2 separate regions of the Triticum aestivum genome follow, and region 2 is linked to region 1. Evidence: chromatin contacts called from public Hi-C data. All regions are on one chromosome and are shown on one strand. Each heading gives the region's core, a stretch centred on a gene start, on an enhancer-like site or on the middle of the called end of the contact. The rest is flanking DNA. Distances are from core to core; before and after follow the strand shown. Region 1 holds the start of LOC123092270 (vegetative cell wall protein gp1). Region 2 holds the start of LOC123092271 (ABSCISIC ACID-INSENSITIVE 5-like protein 2).

Region 1 (6,912 bases), core at 1,432-3,931:
TTTACCCAGGGAAAGGGATCGTGTAGGAGAAGATTGACATCATTTTTTTATAGGGGAAAGGAGAAGATTGGTCGGTAGCTCCAATGGTTAGTCCAGTTTCCTTAGTGATTGATGTTGTTGGTACAGAATCTACTAGTACTTGATGGCCCATATCGTCCAGCCACATCCGAGCCGCTATGGTGTGGAGGCTGGGAGCTCCTAAGCCGCGCCTTTAGCGCCCGTAACGCGTACTGGCGCCCACGCGCTGCCTACCTGATATTAATATGAGATCATGCTCCATTCAAGATCTAACACCTTTCTTCACACATTTGTAGAAATGCTTGCCTGCTTTCTCGCCGCCACGACCAGGTGATAATCAGCTGCGCAATCTGGGCAGGGATAAAGGGCAGCTTCTCCTCGTATGCTGAGTTAGACAATGACTAAGGCCGGATGGGAAAGCGATCTGGTTCATGGGATGGATTAATATGAGAAACATGTTTTGGCGCAGATGGATTTACCCAGGGAAAGGGATCGTGTAGGAGAAGATTGACATCATTTTTTTATAGGGGAAAGGAGAAGATTGGTCGGTAGCTCCAATGGTTAGTCCAGTTTCCTTAGTGATTGATGTTGTTGGTACAGAATCTACTAGTACTTGATGGCCCATATCGTCCAGCCACATCCGAGCCGCTATGGTGTGGAGGCTGGGAGCTCCTAAGCCGCGCCTTTAGCGCCCGTAACGCGTACTGGCGCCCACGCGCTGCCTACCTGGGCCTGGCCCAACATGGCCGACGTGCCTGGTTAACCAACCGCTCTCAGGATTAAAACGCTGCGCAGTGAAAATTAACAAAAAACAGCAAAAAGGTGCGCCTCTCAGGATTCAAACTAGGGACCATGTCTTCCTGTACAAGTATGCCTAACCACTAGAACAAATAAACTTTAGTGAACTATTGAAGCGCCAACAGTATAAATACGATCGTCCGGTTCATCAAATTTTAAAAAAGTTCATCGAATTTGAAAAAAGTTCATCAAAATCTAGAAAAAGTTCATCAAATTTGAAAAATGTTCATTGATTTTTTAAATGTATTATTCGCTTTTTGTTCGTGATTTCAAAATGTGTTCATAGTTTTAAATTTATTCACTTTTTCAAATTTTATTCGCAATTTAAAATTGTTCAGTCTACATCAAAAAATGTTCAATGGGTATTTAAATGGTTTTTCAGCACAAATCACAAAATTGTTCAATGTGTAGTTAAAAATTGTTCAGATTATATTACAAAAATGTTCAATGTATTAAATTTGTTCATCTTATACCAAAAAAATGTATAAATATGTTTTAAATTATTTCAATGTATATCACAAAAATGTTCTCTGTGTAGTTAAAAATTGTTCATCGAACACCGAAAAAATGTTCAGTGTATATTTAAAAATCGCTCGTCGTATATAAAATTTTGTTCATGTTCTCAATAATTGTTCACGTTTTAAAAAATTATGGAATTTGAAATTTTCATCGAATTTTAAAAAAAGTTCATCGATTTGATAAATGTTCATTCAATTAAAAAAATTTCACGAATTTAAAAATTCGCATTTTTAGGAAAATAAAAAAGGAAAATGAGAAAAGAAAAAGAAAAAAGCGAACAGAAATTAAAAAATCAGCGAGCAGTGAAAGCTGGTTTGGTGGGCTCTCGCGGCCTACGTAAATAAAAAAACGCAAATAAGTAAATGGACACAATAGGTACGCTGGTCTGTTGGTTAGTGAGCTGCCGTTTGAATGGAGAGATCGTGAGTTCGAGCCTTCACATTCGACATAGGATTTTTGGTGCAGTTTTTTAACAGAAAAAAAGAAGTAAACGGGCCGGCCCAGCGCGACGCGGGGGTGTGCGCCCGTTTCGGGCAACAGAAGAAAAACGGGCGCTTAAGGCGCCCGTTAGAAAATGCCGTAAAGGCTGACGGCGTAATGTTGTCTGTAAGTTAGACGTGGGCCCTGCATGAATATATGTATACCTAAGTTATACATGGGCCTGTACGCTTTGCTTTGGAAATCTCGAGAGGGACCGATGGGATGGATATCGTGTGCATCTGTGCCCGAGCGTAGAATGGCACTTTCGACATAGGATTTTTGGTGCAGTTTTTTAACAGAAAAAAAGAAGTAAACGGGCCGGCCCAGCGCGACGCAGGGGTGTGCGCCCGTTTCGAGCAACAGAAGAAACGGGCGCTTAAGGCGCCCGTTAGGAAATGCCGTGAAGGCTGACGGCGTAATGTTGTCTGTAAGTCAGACGAGGGCCCTGCATGAATATATGTATACCTAAGTTATACATGGGCCTGTACGCTTTGCTTTGGGAATCTCGAGAGGGACCGATGGGATGGATATCGTGTGCATCTGTGCCCGAGCGTAGAATGGCACTTTCGACATCGTTGTGCCTATATAAACATGTCGTAAGATCAAATTGTTCTACATCAAACAATCTGCCTTGCTTACATTGGGATGGGCTTTGCCTCCTCTATAGTCAGTAAAACAAAATGACCAAATCTAACTATTTCATGGTAAGTTGAAAATATTTATACCAAGAAACCCGAACAATACATTACTGCCCTTAAGTTCGCATTTATACCTCTACTCCTAATGGAGCAGTTGGTGAATAGTCCGCGCGGTTTTTTTTTCGCTGGTTTATTTTTGTCTGGTTTTTTTTCTCTCCCCTTCCACCTCTTGCCCACAGGAAAAAAAACCGTATCACCAACCACGAACAATGAACACATACAACGCCGCTGCCCTCGATCCCTTCGACCGTGCTCCCCTCGATCGCCTCCGACGTTACAATCTTGCCGCCGCCGCCAAGCCGAGGTACGGGATCGCCTCCATCACGTTCCTTCCCTGGCCGCCCCTCCCTGGATCCACCCCTCGCGATGCCGCCGCTCTCTCTCCCTCTTACCGCGATGCGGCGCCGCCCCCATCTGCCGCTCCGCCGCCGCCGCCACCTCCCTCCCCCTGGCTTCCCCTATCTCCCCCTTAGCCACCTCCACCCCCACCCTTCCTCTCCATTGCCGGATCCGGTTACAGATCATCAAGGTTAGGCGAGGGAGCTCCATGTCCATGGCGCACGCGTGCTCATCAAGGAAGCGGCTCCCGGATCTTGATCGCGCGGCCGTGACGGAGGGGATCGAGGTGGACGCCGCCGCCGCTGAAGACCAAGCCCCCACCTTGTCCAGAATCACTTCCGCCGTCGTGTTCCACCATGGAAGGAGGAGGCGGCTCAAAGTCTCCCTCGCTGCCGGCTCCAGATGCAGCTGTCGCCATGGGTGAGCGCCTCATACACGACCAGTTTTGATGGATTAGTGGCCACATGCACGTGTAGTGACGAAGCAGTTCTACATGACGAGGCTCAGACGGCGTCTTGATCCCGAAGCAAAGTATGCTTTGTTTCCCTCTCTGATCTCACCCTGGATCAACCAATAGCTAGAGATCTGAATGAGAATAGGTTCATTTATGTTAATAAGGTCTTCAAATCATATTTAGGAACGGAGGGATTAGTTCATTAGAGGAAAATACCACGTCACTTGTAATGGAATTTCACGTGTCAAACATATATGTGTGCTGACTACATGCCCCTGCAAGTGTGTTGATTCTCATGTCAGTTTAGTGATTGTAGTTATATCCCAAGTTCATTTACATCTGCAGACTACATGCAGACTCTACATGCAGTTGCTTGTTTATAAACTATGTTTAGGCGTTTGTTTGTTTTCCTCCAGCTGTGCACTAAATTAGTACTATCTCCAAGTACACGAACTTGAAAACTTTCTAAGATTCGTACACACCTTCAGGTAGAGATGCTTGGTTTTTTTCTCTAGAATTTCTATACATTTTAAGTGGATGAGCCGCCCATATATTCATTAGAAAATGATGGATGTGACCCTATTTAAAATGACTTTCGGATTTTGTTTTCCAAGTAAGATCAGAAAGCCGACAGCGTTTCTATTATGCTTCAGGAGAAATTTGGATCTTTTTAGATAGTTATTGCAACCATCTGTCTGAATGAGTATAAAAACAACGCTATGAGGTAATGCAAGCATGAGGGTGCCTCTTTTCACAATATGCGAACATATGGGCTACTCGAGGCTTTATGCTGTTTTTCAATCTAAGGCACGTGAAACTTTACTGTCGTTATTTTACATACCAATATCATTGCTTCCTCCAATTTCAATTGATTTTCATTTCCTGATTCATGTGTGTATAGGACAAAGAGGAGATAAAAGGAGTATTGGAAAGCTTAAAACCAGCCCCACAAAACCACTCTGCCTGGAGAAAGAAGACAATATTTGGCATGATCTGTTTCATCTACTATAGGTAACTTGGTATTTTATTGTGCACACACTATATTTTCATGTAAAAATAATCTAGAGGCTTGTTCTCTGAGGCCATATCAAGCAAGCTTCTGATGGAGAAGAAAGAAGCAATTCTTCTCTTCAATTCAAACAATTGATTTGTTAAGTTGTTTTCAGTTTGAGGTGTCAAAATGAGAACTTGGAGGATCAAGACCTTTGAACTGAAACCAAAATTAAGATATACCACGACACCGGGACACATAGAGTAGCTAACTAGATGTATGGTATTTCCAGAAAATAACTATACAATAAAGTAGGACACCAGAAAAATCAAGTAGGGAACCTGATGGGTTACCCTCTTCGGTAAAAACTTGGTTCATGTATAATCTATTGAGAAATCACAGAGTCAAAAATCGTTGTCCCGTTCTCTTCGGTAACGATTTTTTATTTAGTAATCCTGCGCCTCAAAGTTCGTAATCCTGTAATGCATCCTTGAAATCAGTTTGTTCTCCACCATTGAGTATCATACATGATGCATCAACGGGTTAGGTAGAAATTGCCTGCCCTAAAACCTGCATGACAACCAGACTGCCACATTTATTCAGTGCAACTCATCCCGCTTCAGCATCGAAGTTTCAAGGGGCCATGAGAGCGGAGGTAGCCAAGTCGTTGTCGCATTAAGGCAGAGTGAGGACGTAATTATCTCATTAGCGTTCAGTGCTGGTTCGATAAACAACCTTTGATCCGTGTGGTTTGTTATATATCTACTGATCCATGAAGAAACTTTTCACTGGATACTTGTCACCTGTTTAAACAATTATCTTTTGATTAGTAGTTTCTCTACGCAAGTTTTTTTTATCTAATTGTTGCATTCTTCATAGGTTTATAGGGGTATTTTGTAACCTGGAGCAATCAGACACACTTTCTATAAGGAAATGAAATCTGAACATCTGTTTGGTTTTAATATGTAAACTAATGTACCTACTTAGAGTGATCTTTTAACTCAATGAAAATTACAGAAATTTGCTTGGTAAAGGCCTCATGTCACTTGAGATCAAAGAGCTCAAGCTACTTGAAAAGCAACTTGATTCATCCTCAAGATACATAAGATCCAAAAGACTAATTGATTTCTTTCGGTATAAATTGTTCCTTTGTCCTGCTTATTTCTACTGTGTTAAATAATCATAGGCAATATTATGCTGCTAAATGTAGGGTTTCATGATCACTTTTGACCTGTGTTGTAGGTAGATTACACCTATTTTTGTCTTGCTTTGTTTTTAAGTAAAATTGAGCAGGGCGTGTGCTCTGTTCAAACAATAAACAAAATAGAGTATCCTCATGCTGTAAATATACCTCAGTTTTTTTTTTCAATGGACAAAACACATCTCAGGTTAGTGAGCTTCCCTGTACACTACATCTCTATTGAACTATGTGCAGTTTTCAGCTTGATGTCTTTGATTTAATGTCATCATTCTAGGACTGGAAAATTTAGCATTAGACATATTGATTCAGTAATGCAATTAATGCATCATAAAAACTAGGAATAATTTGGCTGTGTCGTCCTCGATATGTTATGACACAAAAATGTTGATCATTTTCACGATTGTAGACACATCATATGCTTCATCATCTCACTGGTCTCTAGAGCAAGGTATGCTCTTAACAAAATAAATTTTATCATATTATGTATTCATAAATTTTCTCACACAAATTTATTCAGATATAAAATCAACTGTACACTGAATAATTTTGTAAGAAAAGATCTTTTGAGAAGAAAATAAGTGCCTTAGAAGAAAAGAAAATGTCATTTCCCATTGCATGTATTAATTAGATTACTGAATTCTTTCCCTCGAGAAGAAATAATTTAACCCAGTCATTTCTGTCCTTTCTTTTGGGTTTAAGCTTCATAAAAGTGGCTGAGTGTTGACGTTGGCTCGCCAAGCCTATCAAGCCTGTCCAACATTGTCTGAGATAGTTTGGGCATATTCAACATAGGCCTCTTGAAGCTCTCATGCGTAGCGGATGGCTAAAGCGTGCTGATACTGTCAAGAGAGGTCGGGGTAGACCGAACTTGACATGAGAGGAGTCCGTAAAGAGAGATATGAAGGACTGGTGTACCCTCAAAGAACTAGCCCTGGACAGGGGTGCGTGGAAGCTTGCCATCCATGTGCCAGAACCATGAGTTAGATGCATTATCTTATGGGTTTCACCTCCAGCCTACTCCAACTTGTTTGAGACTAAAGGCTTTGTTATTATTATTGTTATTGTTACATTTCTGTCCTTTCTAGGAGGATTTCAATTGTTTTCCCAATTTTCCTTCCACCATTTTGTAACCCTCTGCAGAACCGTCTGGGGAGGTTCGCAACATTGTCTACTCATCTGATGGGAAATCGGTATCTGTTATCTATCATGTGGTTATGGAACTGATACAGATGTACCCTTCTTTGCCTCCCTTCTTTGCCTGGGAGTTAATTGTGGTTCAGTTTGCAGAATCTTGTTTGGTTTTACATTGATCTTGCATGCTCAATTTTTAAGCGTATAACCAGTTTGTAGGTCCTTGTTATGGCCGGCCGGCTTAGGCCCGCAAGTTATCTTAGTTTTTATTTTCAGATTAGGC
Region 2 (6,912 bases), core at 1,207-3,706, 160 kb after region 1:
CGGCGAGAGACAGGCCTTTTCCCGCCGATCCCACACTTTTCCCTCAATTTTCCCATTTGCCCCCCCCCCTTCTGCCCCTCTTCTCCCGCCATTCTCCTCTTGCTCCCCACCATCCAGCCGCCATCCTGCCATGCCGCCAAAGAAGTACTCGGCCCCTCTCGCCACTGCCGCTACCGATTCCACCCAGCCGAAGCAGAGGAAGCCGAGGGCGCCGATGGCAAAACCACCGGGCATGTCGAACGCCGAGTCGAGGGCGGAGGTTCAGCGCCGGAGGTTGTTACTACCGACCGGCAGAATAGGCTCAACGCCAAGACGGCCCAGGACGCGGCCGCGTCGGCGCGGCGGCGACGGTGGAGCAGGCAGAGGCGTCTCGCGCGGGGATGATGAATCCGCCTGGTGGCCATGACCCGCAAGCTGCGTGGAGCCAGCAAAGCGTTGCGTTGCCGGCCAGCTTCTCGCCGCCGCCACCGCCCCGGGGGTGCGTACCCTCGCCTGGCTATGCCGACGGCGACGCGCATGGTGGATTCAACCCCAACATCACCTTTCCACATGGCTAGTGCGCCTCACCCTCCGATCCGAACTCCGACCAGCGCACTCCCTCGCCCACGTTCGCCGGCCTCTAGTACCCCATGTACAACTACTCGCCGCCGGCATACACAGACTCCCCGACGCAACCTCTATGCCGTGGCGCCCTGCCATTCTCGCAAGCCTCGTCGTCACATTTCGGCAACCCCGACGTGACGGAAGCTGACATGGACGAGATCATCACGAGCGGCTCGGTCACCGCCGCCTCCTCCCCCGGGTTCCATGCGCAACACAACACAATGGACCCCGTCGGCGACATGGACGACGAGCTCGACGACAGCGAGGAGGAGGAGGAAGAGGAGGAGGAGATGGAGCCGGCGCCGGCGAGGAAAGGGAAAAAGAAGAAGCGGGGGGGGGGGGCAGGACGGGCGAGCCGTGCGTCAAGTGGACGTCCGAAGAAGACGAGTGTCTTGCCAAAGCATGGAAGACCGTTAGCCTTGACCCGGTCACCGGTGCGAACCAGAACGCCGACACGTACTGGACGCGTATCAAGCCGGCGTTCGATGAGCGCAAGCTGGTCGACCCCTACTTCGCCATCATCCACATGCAAGGCAGCGCAAAGGCCATGTCGAACCATTGGGCGATCATCCAAACGGTCTGCAACAAATGGCATGGGATCGTTGAGGAGATCGCGACTTGCCAGGAAAGCGGCGCCAACGTCGAGGGTCAGGTATGCACAGCCGCCGGCTCTCGCTTCTTTCCGACGTGTACGTCGCCGACACTTGTTCTTTGGCGCAGATGTTTCGGATGTTTACCGCGAGGACAGCAATGACCAAGAGTTCAAGTTCCTCCACGTGTTCACCCGGATCAAGAAGTGCGAGAAGTGGACGGATGTCCGGCGCACCCTCGCCAAGGCCAAGGAGACGTACAAGCCGGACGCGCCCACCCCGGGGACGACGGATGGGCGCCCTGACGGCAACAAAAGAGCCATGACGCCACACCGGCTGCAATCGTCGATCAAGCAGTGCATCACCGACGCCAAGAACCACGCCGCCAACAGGGAGGAGAAATCCGAGACGCTGTGGTCGGCGTTGATGACAAACAGCGTCGTCAAGCTCGACCTACTCCGGACCAATGCCGCTGCGAAGAAGAGGAACACCGACCTGGCGTTCTTGATGGGAGCGGACATGTCGACGATGGACGAGCAGGTCAAGGTGTGGTACTTGGCGGAGCACGACCTCATCTTGAACCAGATGCCTTCGACTACCGCGCCTACGTCTACTCCCACGCCGACCCCAACACCGACGCCCAGCCCGAGCACATAAGCCACGCCGACACCGAACAACCCGAGCACAGTGATGCCAACGCCGACGCCAGCCAGTCCCACGCCAAAGGAGCCCGTCGTTTGATGCATTCCTTTGTCTAAGCGTCCCTTCATGTTTGATCGCCGAACTGTGACATGGTGATCGCCGAACTTTGTGGTGTTTTTTGGCAACGAGAAAAAACAAGTTTAAATTTATGTGTGTCTTGGGGTCAAAATCTGGGGTGCGGCTGGGAACTGCATCGCCTCCAGGGTGAAAAACCGCCGACGCATCGGCCAAACTGCTATCAACGGCGTGCTGGGGGCCGAACGGTTGAAGATGCTCTTATTGGTTAATCGATCAAGTTGAACGACTTCAAACGTGTCTTGGGCGCAGTCGGCATTTCCGCACCAGCCTAGCTCATTTACCGGGCATCCCTGCATTTGGGCAGCAGCCTAGGATGCGTTTGATTGCTAGGCTATCCCTCCACTGGATAGGGATAGCCGTTTTTTGAATGGATGCACCCGTTTGGTTCTTTGGCGAGCTGGGATGAGAAAGGATATGGTCAGCCGGATTCTTCGAATATTCCTTTGAAATTCGGCTCCGCACGTCCGTGAAAAAGTCGCGGACATGGGCATCCCTCGCGCGGGCGAATCGTTTTCCGCAGCCTCGCTCGTTCACCACCCCTTCTATCCCCTTTATTTTCTATCTCATCGGTGGCGATGGCCACAAGAGATCCAACCATGGCGTCGGAGGTGAGCGCACGGCACCATGGCTCTCTCCTTCCATATCTTCCTCCCCGCCATGACCTCTCTCCTTCTTTTCTTCCATCTCCCGCTCGAGTTGTAGCTAGCAGAGGTCATGGCGGAAACTGCAGATATGTGAGATTCGCGCGCGGGCGTCGGTGCCCTGTGGATGGAGGTGGTTCTCCCCGACCGGTGCTCCCACCGGCGGCATAGCGTGGGCGTGGCCCTTTGGGAGAGAGGAGACGAGTCATGCTGGCTGCTCTAGTGCTTGGTGGCTGCTGCTCCTAACCGTCGCGCTTGAACTTCTGAGCACAGATCTGGCCTCCTCCCCTCTTGATTTCTTCTGATCTGGCCTCTTGTGTGCACAGCCGGCTGTCCAGATGCATGTGGACTTAGTGCTTTGAAGAATTTGTCCCCATCGAGGAACGATGTGATGCTAAATCGGTGTTCAATAGGAACAACGCAATGCATATGTAGTTTGTGTGGACGGTGGATAAGTTTCCTAGCTAATTGCTAGAAATGCAAACTGTTTTCGTATGCATATGCTTTGTTTATTGCAAAAATCGGATTCCAGTGCTTATCCATCACTCGTCACTCAAACCAAACAAAAACTCGGCTAACCTCACCCACCCAAACCAAACAAGAAAAATGGTTATCCTTGTCCAGCTGGCTGAGGATACCACTAACCACTCTAGTCTGTCCATTAAACCAAACACACCCCCTCTGGCGTCCTAAGCTTCTCCTTCCTACAGCTAGAGCCTAGAGGTCAAACCAATGTGGTTCACACAAGTGGTATATTCACGGCACGATTCGCCCCTGAATCTTTGCCTACTTTCGGCTCCCGTTGGGAATGTTTTCCTTTGCTTGGAGGAGATACGGCATCGTTTACTAGTCGTAGTATTTGCTACTAGGTCGAAATTCCAGCAAATTTTGCACAGCACGCCTGAATGGAGCGGACTGTTGAGCGGGCCCGGTCTCTGTGGCACTCGCTGACCCGCTGTCACTGCTCGCTAGCCAGCCTGCATAGGCTGCAGCGCCCCGCCCACCACAAGTAAAATAAAATAAAATAAAAATTCCACCGGGCGAAAAGGCGATGGAATTGAAAGCAAAGGCAGGAACCTTGGCTGGCCTCGCTAAAAAGCCAGGAGCTCTTTCCCCCTCTCTCTCTCTCTCTCTCTCCCTCCTCCCTTTTTGGATTCTTCCCATCTTGAGGCATCGCCTGTCTGCCCCCATCGGCCCAAGCCCACCACTCCCTTTGAGGAATCGTAAATTCTTGCCTCCCCGACTCTGCTCCTTCTTCTTCTTCTTCTTCAGCTGTCCAGCCAGCCTCGCCTCCAAGGGAAGGGAAAGGAGAGGAGTGGTGGAGCGGCATCTCTCCGTGCTGCCATGCAAGTGCACGCTCACGTTTCTTGCAGGTGTTCCTTCCGCGCGGCCAGTGAGTACTCTACTGGTGAGTGAGGAGTGAGTGGGTGAGTGAATGGGAACTCAGGCAATGCCGTCCGGTGGGGCCATCTCGCGCCAGGGCTCGCTCTGCAGCCTCACGCTGAGCGACGTCGAGGGCCAGCTGCACGGCGTCAACCTCGACAACCTCCTCCGCACGGCCGGCTCGGCCAGGAGGACGGCTGACGAGGTGTGGCGGGACATCCACGGCGCCGACGGCGGCACCAGCCGCCCGCGGGCCCAGATGACGCTGGAGGACTTCCTGTCCAGGCCCGGTGGCGACGCGGGGGGCGCCCACTGGGCCGAGCAGTACAATCCCCCGGCCCCGGTGCCGGGGCAGCAGCGCCACAACAACGTCGGCCGTCCCCTGCCGCGGCCGCTGGGGGTGGGCGCCGGGCCGGTGCTGGACGCGCTGTACCACGACCACGACCACGACGGGGCCACCATGTCCGGGCAGAAGCGTGCCGCCGTGGGCGGCCCCGGGGAGAAGACGGTGGAGCGGCGGAAGAAGCGGATGATCAAGAACCGGGAGTCGGCGGCGAGGTCGCGCGCGAGGAAGCAGGTGGGCCCCTCCCCCTTGAGGCCCCAAATCTCTCTTGCATTTGTTGCACGCTCACAAGGTCACCCGCTCCAAATCTCTCTTATTATTATGGCAGGCGTACACGAACGAGCTCGAGAACAAGATCTCCCGACTGGAAGAGGAGAACGAGCAGCTCAGGAGTTACAAGGTATACAACTAAATCTCAAGTTTTCCTCAGAAAAAGGAAAACTAAATCTCAAGTTGCTAGGCAGGCTCGCTCAAGAGAAGAACAATATTATTACTACTTCTTGTCGATTTTTATGCTGCCTACTAAACGCCCTTAGTAGTAACACAATTCCCTAATACTAGTAGCTAACGTAGGACAAATTTGCTGAGACGAAACAAACCGCTATCCATTGGCAATCAACGTCGGGTGGTCAATCAGTGGGAGCCAAACTGTTCATTTGTGCTGATGCATGTATAGCGTGGTCTGCTATTGCTGATGAGCCCGGCCTGTGTTTCTTTCTTTCGCTGTCTGTGCGTCGTTGGCTTTGCTCTGGAGTGGTTACCAGAGGATGTCAGATGATGATGGATGCACCATAAAGTTCTGCCCAATCAAATACTAGGCACCTTGTCACTGCTTCATCTTGCACAAAAACTTATCCCGTTACCTTGTGTCAATATTTTTTCACCCTACCAAAACTACTTTTTGCAACTTGTAGTGTTTTTTCTAAAGAAGATAGTACAATCGTGGATAAATAATGAGCCAACATGCTGAGCTGCATTTTTTTAACGGATAACACGGTCGATGATCAATCATTTCCATCTATCTCACCTCCCTTCAGAGGAATAGTCAATGACTATTCCCTGCTGATTGGACACTAGTTCACTAGTATAGGATAACAAGATGGTTATTTTCTTAACCTACTGGATGGAACTAAAATTAGGGCTTTGGGAAGGTTTTATTTATCTCGTTGTCTGCCACCTCAGTTCCTTCATCACCACTTCACTACTCTACCATGCAGTCAGCATCACAGTACTTATTAGTAGTAGTAAGATAATAGCTCCTTCCCAGCTCCATGCTGATAAATAAATACTCCTCCAGTATTGTTGCCCATCTCTTTCAGCTTTGATGTGCAAAATTTACTGGTATCCATGTAGTAGTACTAGAAGATTTTGCACATCTACCTCGCACCGCACATTTTTCGTTTTCTGTAGTACTAGTCTTGTGCTCCTTTCCATGCACATGTCATGAAATCTGAAGACAGCATGTATAAGCCTGCCAGTGACAACATCTCCGAAAGGTGAGATTTGTGTCCTTGTCTGCATTTTTTCGTGCGTACGAAATCCTGACCCCCACTGCCTAGAAAATTGTGAGCCCGAATCCGTGTGCGCGGCAAAATGTATCTTCAGTTTTGCAGACCTGACGGGTCGAGTTGCTGTGTGATGCAGGCATTTGAACCGGTGGTGCACTGTGTGCCGCAGCAGGAGCCGAAGAACCAGCTCCGACGGAGGAACTCGGCCAGCTTCTGATCATCATGTTAATAGTACTAGTGGTGAACTGCCTGGCACTAAGGTCGCAAAATTTGTAACTGATTACTCCGTAAAACATTTAGCTAGTATTAGTAAGAATACTCCTCTGCAGTCTCCGACTTGCTGTGATGCATGGCAATTGCTGGTTGCTGCACACGGCATTGCACTCCTATCCTGCCTTTTTTTCCCCCAACTGGTGCATTGCTTTCTGCAGCCTGTGATTGCGAGAGTATTCCAATTAAGCTGTAATGTTGTACTATCTGGAAACAGAATTGCTAGCCTAGCGGTCATATTCCATCCCTTCTGTCATTGCATCATTACCTTTTATAGTTCACACAAAAGATCAGCGGGATTTATTTAAAACTATAACATAAACTATACATCAACATTGGTCTTTGATTTATATACGTTAATGTGGTCTTTGATTTATATATTAAAAAAAGGCAGGATGAATGTGACCTCAGGAAGCGGCTCAAAAGGAGGGTCATGAGTTTGGCTGTTCTTGCAAGGGCGCGAAAAAAGCAATGTGCTAGGCTTGCTAACCTCAAGGAGGGGGATGCGAATACCAAGTTTTTTCATCGTCGCGTCAATGCGAGGCGTCGCAAGAACCACATCCACCGGCTCAAACACAACCAAGGGTGGGTCACCGACCATGACCACAAAGAAGCGAGGGACTATGATTTTAACTGGGATGAGCTTGACTTGGGCTCTCATGACCTCACGGCGTTGGGGGAGCCCATCTCACTGGAGGAGGTCCAGGAGGCGATCAATCAAATGCCAAGTGACAAAGCGCCCGGATCTGATGGGTTCACGGGGCTTTTCTTCAAGAAATGTTGGGACACCATCA

The links. A called contact is a pair of places that touch in the nucleus more often than the background predicts.
Region 2: a contact with region 1 is called in a Hi-C map of leaf, with 4 times the contacts expected there. The contact joins the promoter of LOC123092271 here to the promoter of LOC123092270 in region 1. A contact is called at or near these places in 4 of 5 Hi-C or Micro-C datasets (leaf and root).

What each region holds. Positions count from the first base shown.
Region 1 is chr4B:385,300,541-385,307,452 of IWGSC CS RefSeq v2.1, forward strand. LOC123092270 (vegetative cell wall protein gp1) reads left to right here and starts at 2,682. Exons shown (of 3, transcript XM_044513988.1): 1 at 2,682-2,817; 2 at 4,208-4,317; 3 at 6,198-6,912.
Region 2 is chr4B:385,463,486-385,470,397 of IWGSC CS RefSeq v2.1, forward strand. It overlaps LOC123092271 (ABSCISIC ACID-INSENSITIVE 5-like protein 2), which reads left to right and starts at 2,457. Exons shown (of 4, transcript XM_044513990.1): 1 at 2,457-2,581; 2 at 2,676-4,574; 3 at 4,669-4,740; 4 at 5,985-6,369. The coding sequence starts at 4,050. The coding sequence ends at 6,065.